Regions from separate parts of the Hordeum vulgare genome. Here region 1 is linked to region 2. A link is a contact called in public Hi-C data. All regions are on one chromosome and are shown on one strand. Each heading gives the region's core, a stretch centred on a gene start, on an enhancer-like site or on the middle of the called end of the contact. The rest is flanking DNA. Distances are from core to core; before and after follow the strand shown. Region 1 holds the start of LOC123403490. Region 2 holds the start of LOC123406200 (F-box/LRR-repeat protein At1g06630-like).

What was found. Hi-C and Micro-C count contacts between places; a contact is called where the count stands out from the background.
Region 1: a Hi-C map of leaf shows a contact between it and region 2, with 5 times the contacts expected there. The contact joins the promoter of LOC123403490 here to the promoter of LOC123406200 in region 2. A contact is called at or near these places in 3 of 6 Hi-C or Micro-C datasets (leaf and seedling).

What each region holds. Positions count from the first base shown.
Region 1 is chr6H:453,550,610-453,553,865 of MorexV3_pseudomolecules_assembly, forward strand. It overlaps LOC123403490, which reads right to left and starts at 1,472. Exons shown (of 12, transcript XM_045097422.1): 1 at 1,189-1,472. The coding sequence starts at 1,358. LOC123402275 (myb-related protein Zm1-like) reads right to left here. Exons shown (of 2, transcript XM_045096175.1): 2 at 2,929-3,256.
Region 2 is chr6H:453,223,777-453,226,722 of MorexV3_pseudomolecules_assembly, forward strand. It overlaps LOC123406200 (F-box/LRR-repeat protein At1g06630-like), which reads right to left and starts at 1,251. Exons shown (of 4, transcript XM_045099674.1): 1 at 1,103-1,251; 2 at 1-1,026. The coding sequence starts at 493. LOC123406201 (histone acetyltransferase MCC1-like) reads right to left here. Exons shown (of 6, transcript XM_045099676.1): 6 at 1,566-1,906. The coding sequence ends at 1,744.

The DNA.
Region 1 (3,256 bases), core at 222-2,721, 330 kb after region 2:
AAGATAAAATCCAGGATCAAACTATAAGTCTCGAGCATATAAGTACAAGGTATATGCTTGCGGATCCGCTAACGAAAGGCCTACCACCCAGTGTGTTCAAGGAACACTTAGCCGGCATGGGTTTGTTGGAAAGCCTATGATCCCTGGAATATAAGAGGCCCAAAAGTAAAGGAATTTGCTTCAAAACAAAAGTGTGTTGTAGCTGTATGATTCTATTAGCAATTGAGCTGTGACGATGAGACATGCTCTACATGCTTATATGTGATGGAACAAATGACAAGTATAAAGTCAAAAGTAAAAGTCAAGATCAAGGGGGAGAATGTTAGGTTGATCTCTCACCGCGTGGGCCCAACGGCCCACCGGGCCTTGATCTATGCGCCCTGATCGGGGGCGCCCAACCCATTATGGTTGGTGCGGCCCTGTGACCCGCGCTATATAAAGGACGGTGGGGTGCCGGGGCACGAACTACGAGATTCGCCGTCGTCACACCCCTACCGACATACCTATCCGATCTAGGTTAAGCGCGGTGCTCATGGGAAGCTCCACCCACGCCTAACCCTTTTTGTCCATCATCGCCGTCGCCACCACACCGATGGAGAACGGTGCGGGCTCATCCGGCTCCGGGCAAGGTAACTACATGGGTTTGTACCGGATCAATCTATGCCTAGTTGATCCACGTTCTATCACTACTCCCTCTGTCTCAAAATAAATGTCTTAAGCTTAGTACAACTTTGTACTAGAGCTAGTACAAAGTTGAGACAGTTATTTTGGGACAGAGGGAGTATATGATACTGCTGGCCATGTCCGGTGAATTTATCTGAGGTGTCCTAAGCTAACTAAGTAACGGGAAATGTCAAAACCACACAGTATCCTGAATAAATTCAACACATTCTGTCAATCTCACCACAAGAATGTCTCCAAAACAATGTTTCAGCCTAAGAAACACAAACAAAAACTTGCCATTTCCAGTGATTTCTGCTGTAAACGGCTAATTAATTAAAATAACCTAAGCAACATGCTATTGCTAGAGAACAGTACGAATGCTCCAACCAATTCCACCCCCGCGCACGCAGCCCAACCGTCCTAGGTTTGGAATCAACTCAGAACGTAAGTACACATCTCCCCGTGGGTACTAACTGTTAGTTTTTGAAGGAAAACGGAAAGGGGAGATGACCCAAACATGCTGACCTTGTGATGTTCATGAAGCCATAGCTACCCAATAATCTGCCCACTTGGAAGTACGCGGGGTTGGTCATCAGCGCCGCCGAAATCGGCCGTAGAGATCGTCGGCAAGGCCTCCGGCGCCACCTTCCGGGATCCGAAGAGACTAGTAAGAGCGAGGGAAGAGCCTTCAGCATCGTGATCGACGGAGTTCGTCGCCACTGCGCTGCGCACAAGCCTGAGACTGACTGGTGTTTCTTGGGGATAGACAGCTCAAGCCTCCCAGCCGCAGAAACGGAAAAGCTACTTTTTTTTAGACAAAGAAACGGAAAAGCTACTGTGAGGGGTGTATCCCTGATAACGGGCCGCAAGGATTGCCTCTCACACCATCATCGGCCTATTACCAGTTTCTTTGCCCTTTTTATTTTGCGTGTTAGTTTTCGCCTTTCTCTTTATCTGGATTTATTTTTATTTTTTTATTTTATTTTATATTAATATTTAGTTTTTTTTTATTTTTCATCATTATTTTTATACTTTTATTTTAATGTTAAATATTTTTCACGTTTTCTTTTTTTCTTTTCTTTTGCCATGGATGCATGCAATTTTCTCATACACACTTTTTTTTCAAAGTCATGAACATCTATTTGAAAATACATGAGCATCTGTTCTGGAAGTACACAAACATTTCTATTCTGCGAATGGCCAATCTTATTTGGGCCATCGTACATAACATTTATGTGGCAAATCATCGACGCCATGTCAACACAAGTCTAAGAAATTGATCATGGCCAACAAAAACAAGAGACGATATTAAAAGGAAAATTATTTATTTAAATTGGATCGACAATATTTTTGAATAGAAAATCAATGTAAAGATGAAGACTCTAAGAGAAAGAAGTTGCTAATTGGATAGATGAGCAGGCAAGTCCAATATGGACCATGCACCACACCACCCCTCCTAGTCCATGGATATTTTACCCACCTTAGAGCATCTATAGCCATACTTTGTAAATATGATACCTTAAACGTTCATGGACACGTCCGATCATTGACCGGACGTCTTAGTTTTAACCCTTATTTGTCCTTCCGTGCAGCCATATTTTGTACAAATCCAACAACCCAAACATCAATCGTTTAACACCGTGCAACCCCCCGAGTCCGAGCGAACCATTGGATGAGTAACCCTTTCCGAGTTGTTAGCGATTCCTATGCGCAACATCGCCGCATCACCAAAGTTGTTTCCACCCAAATTGACAAAGTGTTTTATCATCGAAAGATCGAGACACCAACTGAATCGGATTGTCGGGTGGATCTCAAAAGAAGAAGAAACACCAACGTGAACAATGGCTAATAAGCCATATGATGTTTCTGAAAAGGAATGTAAGCCCTTAAAATTTAGAACGCATCACCATCTAAATATGGCCCCATTCCCATGCTCCCATTTTCACTGCTTAGGTGACCAACTTCTCTATCACCAAATTTCATGTGGTTTTGCTCACCCGAAGCAACATGCAATCAAATCTAAAGAAAGAAAATAAGGAAATAAAAGCAAGCTAAAGGAGAAGAAAAGGTTACATCGCATTAGCAAAAGCAAATTGCTTTAGAATGCATAATCAAAGCCTGGTGATGATTTCTTCAAAAGGCACGCATGATGGTGGTAGTAGTGGTGGGCCATCGGATGATCCAGCTCTTACGTCACGATGACGCCGTGCAAGTATATACGCACGGCACGTATTAATCCCAGTTTCTTGTATTACGAACCAGTACAAAATCAACCAAATGACGTGCATATGTACGCATATTTGCATAGCACTTCTCACTGGCTCTTGATCACTGATCAGTGGAGTGCTGTCGCATACATACATACATGCCATAGTAGAAGTACAGTTTTGGTTAAAAAAAAAACTGTTAGATAGTAGAGGTACTCGTGCTACTTGGCCTTGTATTTGACCTGACTTTCATTCCTTCAATTTGTATGTGCATTCTAAACGACCAGCCCGTTTCACTTTCAGTTTTACTCCAACAATGAAATCAAATGAGCAACCCAAACGTTTGGTTGAAAACTTCTCCAAGTTGAAATGCTTGATCTCGCGCG
Region 2 (2,946 bases), core at 1-2,500:
AGGGAGGGAGCACGGCGAGGCGGGAGCGCGGGAGGTGGAGCTCCAACTGCTCGACGCCTCGCGCCGCGGCGGCGTCGAGCCAGGAGGCGACGTGGCTGGCCGCGGAGGCGGCGAAGACCTGGTCGAAGAAGCCGTCGAGCGCGAGGCGGAGGCGGCGGAGCGGGCGTTGCCGCGAGCCCGCGAGCGCGGCGGTGGCGGCGGCCGCGAATGCCGTCCTGCGGCGGGGCGCGGCGGGGAACGCCGCGGCGAAGTCGAGGTCGAGCTCCGGCGCGGCGGCCACCGCGCCGCGCCACCGGCGCGAGATGGCGGACGCAGCGACGGCGGACCTGAAGGGCAGCTTGGAGACGATCAGCCCGAGGACCGCGTCGGGGAAGGCCTCGAACGGGTCGACGGCGCCGCCGCCATCGCCGTGGCTCTCGCGAGGGGCGGCGGCGTAGGCGTTCGCGTAGGTGAGACCCGCGGCGTGGTTGGGTATCAGGTGCTTGGTGCGCATGGCGCCCCCGGCGATCGGAAGAGGGTTTTCCTCGGAAGGAAATCGAAGTAGGCGTCGTCGGAACCGAGGCGCGGCGGCGGCGGCTTTAATGGCTTATCCGAGGGCGGCTAGCCGTCACCGCGTGGCGTGGAGGCGAGCAGGAATGGCCGGCGTGACCAACAGATCGCCAGACTCGGGGGGGTTTCTGGCCTGGTTTCCGCGTCGTGGCCGCGCGCAGCGCGTGGGGGTTTCTCTTTATCCAGTCCGTTGATGAGGCCTGGCCGCCTGGGTGCAGAGAAATTTCGCTTTTGTTTTTGGCGAAAAGCTTTCCGCTGCGCGGCGCACCTTGGTTTTGGACGCTAGTTTTGGGTTCGGTTTCGACTCTGGTGTCTGGGCTGCAGCGCTCACCTGTATGGATCACCAAGCCACCTCTGTTGCTGGATTCGTTTGAACCTGGGAAATGTTATCTGGCGAACGTCCGCCACAGGCCCAATCCTGGCGAACGCCTCCGTGTTGCATTCGCACGGAAGATGGCAAAAATCGTCGAATCAATTCTGCAGCAGACAGTAGAAGATGTTTACTTTGTAACAAAAAAAAAAGTAGAAGATGTTTACTGCACGAGTTACTTACAGAGATACTGTACCACATTGCCATCAGTTACACGTTTAATGGCTATTTTCAGTTATTTTCCCTGCGTCATTCAACACTCCTTCTGTTCCAGTTTATAAGGTCACCTTTTATGAGATTTAACTTCTGCCATAAATTAGAACAATAACATATAAATAAGTTGAATTGGAAGTCACCACTAGAAAAATCTTTCGAATACAAATCCAATGGTACAGCTTTTTGCTGACAAGAACATCAACTTACTACTATACCAAGAAGACAATTCTTACTAAGACCTTTTTCCCCAGCAAAAAATACATATATATATAATTCTGTGCACATGTAAAATACTACCACTAATACTGGAATCTTTCTTTTTTGAAAAAGAAGGGTATGATATTCATCTTTCAGATAAAATATGAAAGCCAGAGCCGATGTGCCTCAACATTGCATGATTGTAAACGTACATGAATATGACCATCCAGTGTTCCAACAAGCTAGCAGGTGACATTTATTTTCTCCATTTTATTGTCCTCTCTTTACAAGACATGGCTATGGCTATCTGAGAAATTATATACCTGGTTTGTTAATGTATCAGGAAGGGTACAACAACATTGCAAGAGACTCGTGTTTCCACAAAAACAATAATATCGTCACACCTAAAATTACACATGACATCTTGAATCTTCACCACCAATGATCCTTTTACTGTTACTACTATTATTCGGTGAGGTCAATAGAGTGGTTGATTCCTTACAACGGGACCATCTCGGGATACTCTTTTCCTCTTTGCTCCAGAACTTGCCAACCAACATCTTTAGGAAAGCCCTGAAGTCAACAACAAATGAAGTTACAATCTCCCTGCACAAGATTGCCATGCGTTATTAGTACACAGTCATTTTACAAACAGGCACGATGATTGCTACTAAACCGCGAGATAATTTGACAACAGAAAACGTCTGCACACTAAAAATAAATCTTCCGCACTGGATTTGATGTCCAAGGGTTGTTTATGTCACGAGTCAATTTCATCGTTTTACAACAATTTATATTTGACTGATGCTAATAAACCAGGCATCGAACAAAAACAAGAATATGTGGTCTATTGAAGAAAAATACCTCTCTGAAACTGAATACTCAAAGATGCATATTATTAGCTAAACATCCATATTAAAGTTGCAGGGATCAAGACATAAGTATTAATCCCCACAAAACTGAGATCCCATAGTGTGATCATTTTCGATAATGTTGTGACAAGTGTTTGAACAAGTGATGGAGACACTGATGACTTTCCGACTAAAATAGGACTGCACCAAGCGTCAGCTTTGAGCCTTTATCTTTTTTGCTTTGGTGATGGATGAGGTCACAAGGGATATACAAGGAGATGTCCCATAGTATGCTCTTTGCGGATGATGTGGTGCTAGTCGATGATAGTCGGGCGAGGGTTAATAGGAAGTTAGAGCTATGGAGACAAACCTTGGAACCGAAAGGTTTTAGGCTTAGTAGAACTAAAATCGAGTACATGAGATACGGTTTCAGTACTACTGGGCACAAGGTGGAAGTTTAACCTTGATAGGCAGGTGGTGCCTCAGAAGGACACCTTCCGATATTTGGGATCAATGTTGCAAAAGGATGGGGATCGATGAAGATGTGAACCATCGAATTAAAGTCGGATGGATGAAGTGGCGTCAAGCTTCTGGCGTTCTCTGTGACAAGATTGCCACAAAAGATACAAGGAAGGTTCTATAGGATGGCGATTCGACCCAGAATGTTGTATGGCGCTGAGTGTTGATCGACTAAAAGGCGACATGTTCGACAGTTAGGTGCAGCACAGATGCGCATGTTTGAGATGAATGTGTGGCCACATA